Linked DNA regions of Ovis aries: region 2 is linked to region 1. The links are chromatin contacts, called in public Hi-C maps. All regions are on one chromosome and are shown on one strand. Each heading gives the region's core, a stretch centred on a gene start, on an enhancer-like site or on the middle of the called end of the contact. The rest is flanking DNA. Distances are from core to core; before and after follow the strand shown.

Region 1 (6,918 bases), core at 1,168-3,667:
ACCCCCTGCCCAACCCCCCAGGAGGCCAGGCCCAGTCACCTGGGCGATTAGGATGCCAGTGACGATGGCCAGTTGATTGAGTGTCCCCAGGGCGCCCCGCAGGTGAGTAGGGGCGATCTCCCCCAAGTACATGGGTACCAGCCCTGACGTCAGCCCTGAGCAGAGGGAAGAAGAGATCTTCTCAGGGCAGCTGCCCACCGCCTCCCCCCCCCCCACCCCCGCCACCACCCCCAAGGCCAGGGCTAGTGAAGGAGAGCAAGGCTCTGCGCAGGGCCACAGTGCCTGTAGGTACCTGAGTAGGCACCAATGAAGAACCGTCCAAGAATGAGCATCTCGTAGGAGGCAGCTGCCTTGGCCAGGCCCATGAGGGTGCCCCCCAGCACTGCCAGGGCGTTGTTGAACAGCATGGCCCTCTTCCTGGCAGACAGAGAGTGGGGCTGTGAGAGTCCAGGAACCCATGCTCTGGCTCTCTTCCTGTCCCTCCACCCTCACCCTCCAGCCCCATACCTTCCCAGCCACTGAGAGATGATGCCAATCAGGAAGGATGAGATCATGCCACCCACAGAGAAGATGGCCACAGAGAGAGCCCAGAGGGTGGTGAGGGTGCCTGGTGGGATGGAGCTTGGTCCCTCAGGCCCCTGCCTCCCCAGCCAGGTCTCATTGTAGCTCTGTTCAATCACCTGGGGGGCACAGCAAAGGAGTGATTAGCTGCTAGACTCTTCCCTCTCTGCTCACCCACTCCCCCCCACCTTGTCTGGGTACCCCACTCTGCCAACTGTAGCCCCTCACCTTCTGGGGGGCATTGATGACCCCAATGTTGTAGCCAAACTGCAGGGAGCCAAGAACAGCAGAGAATACGGCAAGGACCAAGGTCCCAGTGACTCGCTGCCGAGGGGGTTCCCCATCCTGGGCAGGCAGAAGCAGAGAGGAGGCATGTCACGTGGAACTGTGGCATCTTTCTTTTCTCCAGGGGCCCAGGCCCAGTAGGAGTCTAAAGATGCTGGGTTTCATCCAACGTGTGGGATGAGGGAAAGTGGACCCATATTAGGAATCAATCGAAGATCTCAGTGTAAACAAGAGCGGGAAGAACCCAAGAGTACCAGGGCATGAAGGAGAAACTGATGTTTGAGTCCAGCAAGCAGAGAAACGTTTGAGAACCTGGGTCTCACAATTCCTGTCTAACCTAGGGACAGGCTTGGCATTAAGAGACCCCTGTTCAGATTTGTGCGACCTTAGGTAACTCACTTCCTCACTTTGAACTGAAGAGATGGGGGTGATGTTGCTTGTCAAGTGAAAGTGTGAAAATCAAAACTGAATGTTGAGTGGCCCCAGTGGTGCTGCTTTTATAAAGTAACAAGTGTGTTAGCATCGTCAGTCTCTGTCCTCTTCTCTTCCATCTGCGGGTTCTCTCCGCGGGCTCCTGGAAGCCCCCAATAGGCTCAAGAAGGACAATTCCAAAAAGGACATCGCGGTCATCCCTCCTGGCTTATGGCCTTCTCTGTCTCCGCCCCAGCCTCCTCCCTTCCCCCTCCAAGCTGCGACAAAGGGCAGGGGGCCATGCTGGCTTTTGCCTGAGCGAGCCTTGCGCAGGGGATGGGGGCGGGAAGGTGGTGTGAGGGGCGGTAGCCTTGGTGGCTGACCGCTGGCGGCACAGACTGTCTCCAAAAGGAAACCTGAGCTCGGGGAGGGAGGGCTGACACTCCCCTCTACCCCTCCACCAACCGTAGGGCCGAGGGAAAGTTCAGCGTCCTGGAGGACTGCCAAGAGTGGGGGTGGGGGTGGACCTACGGAGCACCTCCGGTCTTCGAAAAACTGCGGGCTAGCGAGCCGGGACAGACGGACAGCTCCTGGAGGGCAAGACTCGCCTGAATCTGCTTTCTTGAGGGCAGGAAGTCCTCGATCCCGGCGCAAAGCGCCGCGAACTAGAGAAGAGGGCGAACCCAGGACACGCAGAATCCAGCTGCCGTTCTTGCCCACAATGATCCCCCAGACTCATTTTGCCTCTTGGAGTGACTGGAATCTGACAGTCATGGGTTGTCCCGCTCGGGTATAAATAGCCAGTCCCCCACCCCACCCCCTGCGCCTGCGCAAGGACCGCCCCCTAGCTGACCCCAAGCGCGACCCCAGCCCGAGAAAAGCAGGACCCTTGTCCCCGTCCCGCCCCCTCATGCTAAACCCTACTTCAGAGCCGATCTGTTGGAAGCCCGACGGCATCTTGTCTTAGGAACTGGAGACGCAGGAGCTGCAGTAGACGAGGGGGAGGCGACTGGGGGGGTCTGCGACCCCAGCCTGGTGGGCGGAGGACGCGGGGGTGATGGGGGTCCCGGAGCTTTGTGAGGAGGGCGAGTCTGGCGGGACCCACAGCCACAAGCCCAGGAGCCAGACAGCAGCTCCTGGTAATCTGGCGAAGCTTGGCTGGGGGGAAAAGACCCGAAGAGCAGCCCCCGCAACCCCTAGGGCCACGCCTTTCACGGCACCCATTGGCCAGGAGCCCGCACACCCCAGCAGGCCACGCCCCTCCCTGAGCCTGGGGCTGAGAGTTTGGCACCGGCTGTAGGGTAAGCCAGCGAGGCCACGCCCCTCAGCGTGCCGAGTGAGACACGCCCCTCGGGTTTCCGCCAGCCTGCCTCCGGGAAGTTTTGAGAACAGGGTCCCGGGAAACCTGGGGGCCCTGTTCCCCTTCACGTGAAGTCTCCGCCCACCGGCCGAGGTTCGGGGGTGAAGAAGCGACTTCCAAGGGATGGGAGGGGACGGGCCAGGTAAACTTGCCCAGGAGAGAACTCGGGCGGCCCGAGACCGAGCGCTAGCCGGCGCGCGGGGTGGGTGCAGAGCAATGGCCCGGAGTAACCCACAGCGGTTATTTTTAGCTCCCACGTTGGGAGACGCCAAATGTCAGGTCCCGGGTGTCCCAGCCTGTCCTGGGCGGGGGAGGACAGGGAGATGGAGCCTTAAAGGATCCGCGACAGGCTTCCCACGCGGAGATGACCCGGGGCACAGGAAATTCCGTTCCTAACGGCTCAGGTGTCTGGCCTCGGGGGTCGTCTTTCCTTGCATCCGTGCTCGGAGCACTGCCTCTCTAGCCTTTCCCCTACACCCATTCCCCACGTTGGTTCCTGGAGGTGGCCGGAGGGACAGGTGGTCACACCAACCACGTCACCAGCCCTGAGGTGCCCGAGCCGCCAAGAATGTGCTGGCCGCGTGGACGAGTTGGACACGCTCTCTGGAGGTCGCTCCAGGTTTGAATGCCCAAGCGAGGAGGGTGCGACCTAGAGTTGGCAAGTCCCCGGAGCAGCAGCGTAGCGCTCTGAGCACCGACAGCGCGCGCTGTGAAGAACGGGACTCAGAAGCACGGGGCTCTAGTGCCACCTGGAGGGAGAGCGCGGATCCGCAGAGGATCGGGCCGGGGTGGTCCGCTGCCCACTGTCCCCCCTCGTTCCACATCTTTAAGGCTTCCATTACTTCAGGCCCAGGCCTCTCTCTGGAGCTTCAGATCCGAGTGTTCAGCTGCCGCCTAGGTGGGCAATTCACATGATCAGCATGTTCAAACTTGCTTCTCCTGCTAACTTCCTCATCCCAGTGAACCGTCCTGTTAGCCAGCCTGTCCCTCCTATCAGAAAGAGGAAGTCATGCTTAATTCCTCCTCTCCTGCACTCCCCACCTTTATCCAGTTACCGGCATTGGTGTTTTGACCTCCTAAACCCTCATATTCATCTGATTTTTTCCACCTGTACTGTGGCCAGTTTGGTTCAGACAGCCATCACCCTGCCTGGTCTTCCTGCTCCTCTTCCCTTACAAGGAGGGGCAGAGTACAATTCAAAAAGAGTTCAACCTCCTCACTCTCCCCTCAGAAGTCTCTGTTGCCCACTGTCAAGTTCTAACCCCCTTTCAGAGTGAACAAAACCTCTTGCCTTTCCTCCTATCTCTACCTCACTTTCTATCCCCTCCCCTCAAGTTTTAGTCAATTCCTAACTATTTCTTGTATCCAGAACACACTGTGCTGTTTCACTCTTTGGTGGCTACTAATAATCATGGCATCTGGTCCCATCACTTCATGGGAAATAGATGGGGAAACAGTAGAAACAGTGTCAGACTTTATTTTTGGGGGCTCCAAAATCACTGCAGATGGTGACTGCAGCCATGAAATTAAAAGATGCTTACTCCTTGGAAGAAAAGTTATGACCAACCTAGATAGTATATTCAAAAGCAGAGACATTACTTTACCGACTAAGGTCCATCTAGTCAAGGCTATGGTTTTCCTGTGGTCATGTATGGATGTGAGAGTTGGACGGTGAAGAAGGCTGAGCACTGAAGAATTGATGCGTTTGAACTGTGGTGTTGGAGAAGACTCTTGAGGGTCCCTTGGACTGCAAGGAGATCCAACCAGTTCATTCTGAAGGAGATCAGCTCTGGGATTTCTTTGGAAGGAATGATGCTAAAGCTGAAGCTCCAGTACTTTGGCCACCTCATGCGAAGAGTTGACTCATTGGAAAAGACTCTGATGCTGGAAGAGATTGGGGGCAGGAGGAGAAGGGGACGACTGAGGATGAGATGGCTGGATGGCATCACTGACTTGATGGACGTGAGTCTGAGTGAACTCCAGGAGATGGTGATGGACAGGGAGGCCTGGCGGGCTGCGATTCATGGGGTTGCAAAGAGTCGGACACGACTGAGCGACTGAACTGAACTGAATAATCCCTTAGTCTGGAATACCAAAGGACTCCCATTGGTCCTCAGAAAAACTCTCCCCCCACCCCCGCCCCTGTGATACCTTCCTTGGCTTTGCTTCAGAAAACCATGTGTCCTCAGGATAGTACATTGTCATAATTTCTTCTCTGCACAGTAACCCTGAGGACAGATAATCATCTTGTTTACCTCTGTATCCTCAACACCCAGCTCACCCAGGATGAGCACTCAATATTTATTTGTTGAATGAATGAAATGAGGGTCTGCTCCTGATGGTCAGGAATATGGGCTGGGGAACAGTCATGAATGGGGGAACCTTTGGTAAATGGTTCCACATACCTGACCAAGGGGAACTAAAGTAGAAGAACTAAAGTCTGCTAGTTGAGGAGAACAAATCGCTTATGAATAAAAAGGAGCAGAAGTGATTGTTGGAAGCAGAGAAGGAAGGTAATTGGGAAGGTAAAAGGAAAACCAGGGATGCTGGAATGCCATGAAGGGAAGAGGGCAGGGAGAGAGGGAAAGCTGAGAAAGGTGCCAAGAGGAAAAAAGGGAACTGGAGGGAGGCACAGGTTGGAGGCAGATGAAAAGTCAGGGTAGCAGTTAGAATGCAGGCCTTGGGGTGTCTCCTGGCACTCGGGTCAAGGAACTTTCCCAGTCTCATTCAGATGCTTTGTTCTGATGCTTCTAGGAGTTTAAGCCCCAGGGAAAGTAGAATCAAAGAAAGCAAGTCAGATCTAGATAAAGAAGATAAAAAGAAAGGAGAAAGTGGTGGGGAGTAGAAGAGACAATGGGAATAAGGAGAGTCAGGAGGGAGGGAGAAAAATGGCTGGGAAGGTGGGAGAAAGAGACTAATTGAGAGAGGATGTGAGTGAAGTCGCTCAGTCGTGTCCGACTCTTTGCGACCCCATGAACTGTAGCCTACCAGGCTCCTCCATCCATGGGATTTTCCAGGCAAGAATACTGGAGTGGGTTGCCATTTCCTTCTCCAAGAGATCTTCCCGACCCAGGGACTGAACTCAGGTCTCCCGCATTGTAGGCAGATGGTTTACCGTCTGAGCCACCAGGAAAGTCCTGGAGACAGGATGGGAAGGGAAGAAATGAGACACAGGACACTGTGGGCATTTAGCATTGGAGCATGTGTGCGTTCATCTTGCTTAGAAATTAATCCATGGCTCGTTTGATCTCAGAACCAGTTGTAGCCCTTTCTAAGCTCTGCCCTATGACATGGGGAGCTGATCCCTCCAGGCTTTTGTTTTCAAACTTCCATATTCACTGTCTTCTGACTGGATATAGCCCATAGGAGGTGAGAGATTGAAGGACAGGAGAAAGCCAGGATGTTTCTTCACTCTCTCTGCCTCCAGCTCCTACTCTTCAGGCCCACTTCACTTTCAGCTTCTAGAGGGAAACCTTGGACCCATGAGCTCCAGCAATGCCATCTCCTCCCTTTGTCCCATCATTGTTTTCGTCAATATATGAGGGTCTCAGGTACAGAGGATTGAATTAATGGCACAGTTCTTGGTACATGATACTCACTGATCAATGTCTTATCTTGTATTTATTTAAAAAATTATCCTTTTTTATTTCCACATCCATTTCTCATTTGTCTTCTCTCAAAAACCCACCATCCCAATGCATTCAAGGCTCCCTTTTGTTGTACTCTTGTAAAATATGAATTGTTTTATGTGCAGGTGGCTCAGTGGTGAAGAGTCTGCCTACCAATATAGGAGATGCAAGAGATGTCAGTTGGATCCCTGGGTCGGGAAGATCCCCTGGAGAAGGTAATGGCAACCCACTTCAGTACTCTTGCCTGGGAAATCCCAAGGACAGAGAAGCCTGGAGGGCTACAGTCCATGGGGTTATAAAGAGTCAGACACAACTGAGCACAACCCAGTACACAGCATCTGTTTATATCTTTCAATCTGATCTTACTTATTTTCAGTAAGCACTATGTTTTAAAAACCCATTCATGTTCTGTGATTATTCAAGTGATGGTTTCATAATTATTTTATTGCATAATTAATTGATTCATTGCACAATGTACCATTGCCTAATGCTCCACAGTGTCAGTCATCCCACCGATAGGCACCCATATCACCTCCACTTCCCAACCACAACAAAGAATGTGGCAGTGATCATGGAGCTATGTCTCTGCCTCTGCCTATGTCTTTGTCTTTATTTATATCTATCTCCATGAGCAGAATTGCTGAGTCATAGGGTATACTTCTACCTAATTTG
Region 2 (6,552 bases), core at 3,395-5,894, 330 kb before region 1:
GAGCAACGCTACTCTACACCAAGCATTCCTTGGTGGTTTTGATTTTCTACTCCCCGGGGAATGATCATTTCACACCTTCTGCTGTCTCCCCACAGCCCCCTCCCTTCAGCTGATAGCCTCCCGTTATGCTTCCCTGAGAAGCCAAGAGACTGAGACACCCAAATCTTCCCATGACCTAACAACTGCCTCTGAACACACCCTTTGCCTTTCTTCCCACGGCGAGCAAGGATGCTGCGCCTGTCAAAGTCTAGCCCTTCAGTGTGCTCTGGATCCTGTCTTCTCCCAGTCACGCACAGACTCTGTCACACACAGCCTTCTCTTACAGTAGCGATTCCTCCCTCTCTACTGGCTATTCCTGACCTCACAGAAGCATCTTGTTAACCTTTCTTTAACCCCACATTCCCTCTGGTCACCATTCCATTTCTCAGTTCCCTTTCACAGGGCAACACTTTCAAAGAATTTTCTCTTCCATCCCCCCACGATCGGCTTCTGCCTCCAACATTTCTCTGAAAGTGCTTTTCTTAAAGTCATTAACGTTTTCTACGGTCCTTTTCTAAATCTGCCCTCACTCTCAACAGGGCTAGACATGATCAGAATCATTAGACGTGATTTTGGCCTCCACTTTTGTAACTTCTCCTGTACCCATCTCCATGCGCCGTAGCGCTCCATCTGCTTGAGCCTTCTTCTCCATCTCCACTCTCTCTTGAGATTGACTCCATCCTCAATTCCAAGATACCATCGACATGCTCTCCCACTTTCAACGTATATCCCCAGCACCCTTCTCCAAGTCCCTCCTTAGATTTACATTTCACATTTAAAGTATCTAAAAATCCTTACCTCTGTCTCAACACTTCTTCATATCCTCTGAGTAAACTGTATCCCTATCCACCCAATTGACTTCCAAGTCCTAAGAAATATACTTCAAAACCACCCACCTCTATCTCTCCTGACACCACACCAGCACAAGCCAACATCATTTTTTACCTGGACTGTGGGATACACATCCAGATGAATTTCCACTCTTGCCCACTTACAATCCATTCTCTAGATTTCAGCCATCATTTCACTCCTCTCTTTTAATCTCTCCCACAGCTTCCTCAAAACACTCCAAATGCCCTACTCACAAGATGTGGCTGCCAGACACCTTGCCATCTTCACCACGCTTTCCCCCTCACTGGCCTTGGTCCAAGCGTACTGGCTTGCTTTCTGTTGCTTGAACACACAAGGCTCTTTCCCACTCTAGGTCTTTGTATAATAGCATTTTTGCCTTTTCTTGGAAAACTTCACATGACTGATCTCGTCATCCTTCAGATATCAGCTCAAATGCCCCTTCTTCAGAGAGCCCCTCCCCTGACCTTTTTTTTAATCTAAAGCAGCATCCTCGGGACTTCCCCAGTGGTCCAGTGGCTAAAACTCTGAGCTCCCAATGCAGGGGGCCTGGGTTCAATCCCTGGTCAGGAAACTAGATCCAACACGCCACATTTAAAAGACCCTGCGTGCCACAACTAAGATCTGGCACAGCCAAATAAATAAAGTTTAAATAAATAGGTAAATAAAATGGATCGAACCTGGGTCTCCCGCATTGTAGGCAGATGCTTTACCATCTGAGCCACCAGGGAAGTCCTAAATAAAATGACACTATTCAAAAATACAAATAGGTAGAAATAAAGCGGCATCCTCTAGTTAGTCTCTCTTTGTTGTTTATTTCCTTCATAGCATTTATTTATTTCCTTCACAGACTTATTATTATCTATAAAGAACTTCATTATTTATTGGTTTACACATTTGTTGTCTGTCTCCCACACAAAAAAGCAAACCAGCTCTTTGCCTCATTCATCACTTTACCCCAATACCAAACACAGTAAGTGACTACTGGTGGTCATTCAACACAACTCTGTAAGTCAATTAAAAACCACAGTGAGAAAGCCACTACTCTTACAGGAAACACATATTCCTAACTAAAGGACAAACATCTTTTTAAGTGACTTCAGAATTCAGGGTAGAAATATTACTTGTGGAAACTCATGGCGAAGAAGTGTCCTGCCTGAGAACAGGAAACATGTGGACTGTTCTTTCTCCATCTACAGGAAGGCCTTGAATGTGCAATGTCTGATGAAGCGGCACTTAACTCTTAGCCCCTGCCCTTACCATTTCTGCATATTCCAGTTGCTCCCCTTCATTGTACAGCTCTGGGGGCAGGTTATAAATCCGCAGAATATTATCAGCACTATTGGTCAAGATGCAGGAACCATCAGGGGCCCTAGGAGGATGAAAGAGTTAGAAAGCTGGACAGACCTAGATTTTCCAAGTGCAGGGCTAGGGCTGAGCTGACCTCTAGGATAGGTAAACACCCCTAGGACTTTGAGGAGAGAAGACACACAACCCTAAACGCAACTGAAGATCCTTCTCACACCATGGTAGATCCTTCTCCCAGATAACTGGGCGTGGTTTTCTCGCTGCCCTATAATCCTTACTTACCACTTACAGCCTTTCAAGAAGTTTTCAGGTTGGGTGATGAACTCTGACCAAGAACCACTGAGAAACCGAGGTACCTGGGAGAAGTTGTAGTTCCAAATGCTGTAAGGAAGATGGGGGGTAGACAACAAACCTGGGTCGCCAAAGCGAAGTGGAAATGAGCCCGGAGAAATGGGGCTGAGGACTGGCCTATGAGATTACCTCACTCTCCCAATCTCCTCAGACTCCTGAGCCAACTGCTAGCACCACTTACGTGTATCCCTCATCCTCTGGACTGAGTTCTTCAGACACACCTTCCACGTCTTCTCCGGGCCCCAACTCTGGCCTGTTTGTTTCTTCTGCAGGAAGGCTCACATTTTCAGAAAGTTCTTTCTCCTCGACTCGACTGCTCAACTCACTAGGAGGACCAAACCCTGTTTCCAGGGGAGTGGAGAGAGAAGCTGGGACCCCTTCCTCCAGCTCCTGGGACAGAGCTAAGCCAGCCATGGGATCTGAGGACACCTGGGGCAGATCATCCCCATCGCGTAGCGGCGGCATCAGTTCAGGGTCCGTATTTTTATCCATCGGGGAAGCCTGATGAGAGAGACAGGCTGGAGCTGGGGCCTGGTCTGAAGGAAGGCAGTCTGGAGCTAATGGTGGAGCCTCCGGCGTCTTCATACTGCAGAGGAAGCGCGGCAGACATCAGCCGCGGCCAGGCAGCCCTCTTCCCGTCGACTACCAGGGGCTGGGCCCGCGGAGCAGCCGAGACCGCTTCAAAGTTCGCAGGGATTGGGATGCAGAACCGGAAAAATGCTCCAGTGTATTCCTCCTCCCTGGAGGGGGCACAAGGCCCAGCGAATAAACAGCGTTCCTAAGCCTAGTCGGTAGCTACGTGCCACCAGTTCTCGCGAGATTTGGGTCCACCTTTCCATTGGACATCCGCATCCCTGATCAGACTTCGCGCGCAACCCAAGGGAGGGGAGGGGTAGGAATGTAACAGGTCACGGGTTCCCGTCAAGCCCTGGGGCCCTGGGAAGTTTGAAGTGGCTGCTGGGAGCTGTAGTCCGAAAGCTTCCTCCTCGACGGGAAGTGCTTGAGCTCCCCCTGCGGTCTTCGGCGATCGTTCTTAAAGCATCTACTCTCCTTTCCAACCGGCAGAGGGCGCCAGCGCTATTAGATGTTACAGGTTTTGCATCTTATTAGCTAAATTTTTCAGACCTCAGTCTCTTTTCATTCATTCAATAAATATTTATTATTGAACTCTTACTTGCTACCCAGTACTGTAATAGGTACTGGGAAACAACAATCAATAAGATTGTAGACAAGGTCTCTGCCCTTCTAAGTCTTAGGTTGCTATGTATTGAAGGCAAGGAACAAATCACTTCAGAAAGTGATGCTGCTGCTGCTAAATCGCTTCAGTCGTGTCCGACTCTGTGCGACCCCATAGACGGAAGCCCACCAGGCTCCCCCGTCCCCGGGATTCTCCGGGCAAGAACACTGGAATGGGTTGCCATTTCCTTCTCCAATGCATGAAAATGAAAAGTGAAAGGGAAGTCGCTCAGTCGTGTTCGATTCTTAGCGACCCCATGGACTGCAGCCTACCAGGCTCCTCCATCCATGGGATTTTCCAGGAAAGAGTACTGGAGTGGGGTGCCATTGCCTTCTCGGTCAGAAAGTGATAGGGGTGTGAAAATAATTAAGATGGTGTAATATAGCGCATATGGAGGTATACGTTAGATAGGGACATTATGGAAGGCCTTTCTAAAAGTTGACAGTTTAGTTGATGCGTAAAAACTATCCAGCTATCTAGGAGAGGAGTGTTCCAGTCAGAGAATGCAAGTGCAAAGGCTTTCTTCCTTTCACCATATATGAAACAATGGCAGAAACCTTCCAAAATGGTTTCCACCAATTCGGCCGTTATGGTTTTCGCTTGTCGAACTTCCCCTATCCAAACGGTCACTAGCTACACTACCAATATGGCGAGAATCCTGACTTTCCCCGCACTCTCCTCTCCTACTCTCCTTTCCCCTCGCCTCCGCCCGCAGGGGAATTGCTTGCCCTTACTTGTCATGGCGACTATCCAGCTTTGTGCCAGGAGCCTCGCGAGGGTTGCTGGGATTGGGATTTTCCCCTCCCACGTGCTCCGGACTGGCGCTAAAAGTTTTGAGCTCTTCAAAAGTCCAGAGCCACCATCCTGGCCGCAGTGGCCGCTGGTCTCCGGGGTCATCTAGCGTCCGACCTCGGAGCGTGCATCCCAGGACGGTGACACCCTCCCCTGAGCTTCGGGTAAGCTCTTGACTGAGACTGATGAGTCCTCTATGAGTCACGGGCTCTTGGCTCCTTGTATTTTCAGTTCGGGGGGATAAAGGGCTGGGGGGCGGTAACTGGGGGGTTAACGATTAGCGGCAGGGAGGGCGGGGGTCTTGGCTAGCGGCACCAACAGGAATGCAATGTTAGGAGGCCCGAGTGTAGATGATTGGGATGTTAAGACCAGCCGAACTCGAAGGTGAACACTTGGGCGGGGGAGTGGGGCTTTGGGGAACCTTGAGCCGGCCTAAGGGGTTCTTCCCCACCACCAATAACTCCATCCCAGGGTGTGTGAAATAAGATGCACAAAGCATCAGGGTCGACTTTCCGATCTCGAAACTTCGGGGATTCATGGCTCAGGATTTTAGAACGTGCAGCATCCCAGTGGAACCTCGGGCTCAGTTCCGAAGTGGTTCTGGGTGATCCGGAAAGTCCAAGCTGCTAAGGTCCCATAACTTCCGGACCTTTGTCCTTCCTGGAGTAATCTTTCCCACTGGCTCTCAGCTCCGCTAGATGGAGAAAATCCGGTTAAAGGCTGTCAGTCGTGGAAGGGGGCGCTTGCTAAACCAGAGTTTTGCCCGCGAAGCCCTGCAGAACTAGCCCGGCCTCAGAGGCCCTGTTATTGTTTGGCTCTACATTTACATTTCTACCACTGCCGGAGCATTTCCGGTTTCTTTTTTTCGGAGCAGCCCACTATTCACCCGACGTGAGGGAAGTAGAAAGAGAAAAGGTCTTTTATACTGGTCCTCATTACTTGTGAAAGGAGGCTGCTAACCCCTCTACTTTTTCCCTCCCCCCTCCTAGCCTGGTTAGCTACCGCTTTTGGAAAGGAAGAGGTATTTTTGATGCAAACCTCAATCCCTCCCCCTCTTTGAATGGTGTGCTCCATCCCGATCGACCGCTACCCAGGCGGACGCTACCATTGCGTGGACGGTTTGGGGTTTTTTTGTTTTTGTTTTTTTTAGTGTCAGAGGGCAGACCCTGGGTATTTCGAGAATGGATACATTTGAGAATTAAACGATAGAAGACTAACGATGGGTCGTTTTCTGCGGCGGAGAAACAACTTCTGTATCTAGCTTTGGGCTGAACCATTCCTTTCTCGGACGCAGAGTGAACGTCGTGAAGCGGAAGGGGCGGGGCTTGGAGGGGGCGGGGCCGAGGTCGTCGAAGCTGTCTTTCGGTCTCGACTGGTTCTGCCCGTGGGAGGCGGCGGACCGGGCCTAGGATTTCTGCCCATACCAATTTTCCCGGCATCTTCATTATTTAGGGCGCGGTCACCTACCACGCACCTGCTATGAACATGACACTGCGCGGTACTTACGTGCTTTTTTCTGTGTTAGGAGTAGCATTTACAGCCACCGCCTTTGATTTGTGTTACCGTGGATTTATTTTGCCTGTTGGAGAACTTATAAATGGAATCATACAGTGTGTGCTCCTTTGTGTCAGGCTTCTTTCCGTCTGTGAAATTCACCCATTTTATTGCATGTATCAGCGTATCAATACTTTGTTTCTTTATATTTTAGTATATTCCACTGAATAAATAAACCATTGATTGGCTTATCCATTCTCCTTTTGATGGCCTTTGAGTGGCTTCCCATTTAAGACTATTTTGAATAAAGCTGCTATTAACATTCTTAAAATTATTTTTGTAGTCATGTTTTTATGTTTTTGGATACTTAGGAATGGAATTGCTTGGTCATAGAGTGAGGTGTTTATTTGTATTTTTTAATTACATTAAAAAGTTCTTGTTATTCAAAGTGGTTGTACTGTTTTATATTCCCACCAGCAAGA

Evidence for each region. A called contact is a pair of places that touch in the nucleus more often than the background predicts.
Region 2: a Hi-C map of blood shows a contact between it and region 1, with 3 times the contacts expected there. The contact joins the promoter of TP53 here to the promoter of SLC2A4 in region 1. A contact is called at or near these places in 2 of 16 Hi-C or Micro-C datasets (both in blood).

What each region holds. Positions count from the first base shown.
Region 1 is chr11:26,870,978-26,877,895 of ARS-UI_Ramb_v3.0, reverse strand. It overlaps SLC2A4 (solute carrier family 2 member 4), which reads right to left and starts at 2,417. Exons shown (of 11, transcript XM_027974995.3): 1 at 2,182-2,417; 2 at 790-906; 3 at 508-680; 4 at 293-417; 5 at 40-155. The coding sequence starts at 2,214. It overlaps LOC132657408 (a long non-coding RNA gene), which reads left to right and starts at 2,610. Exons shown (of 2, transcript XR_009595551.1): 1 at 2,610-2,759; 2 at 6,372-6,918.
Region 2 is chr11:27,205,351-27,211,902 of ARS-UI_Ramb_v3.0, reverse strand. TP53 (tumor protein p53) reads left to right here and starts at 4,644. Exons shown (of 11, transcript NM_001009403.1): 1 at 4,644-4,740. WRAP53 (WD repeat containing antisense to TP53) reads right to left here and starts at 3,318. Exons shown (of 9, transcript XM_042256634.2): 1 at 2,729-3,318; 2 at 2,149-2,260. The coding sequence starts at 3,132.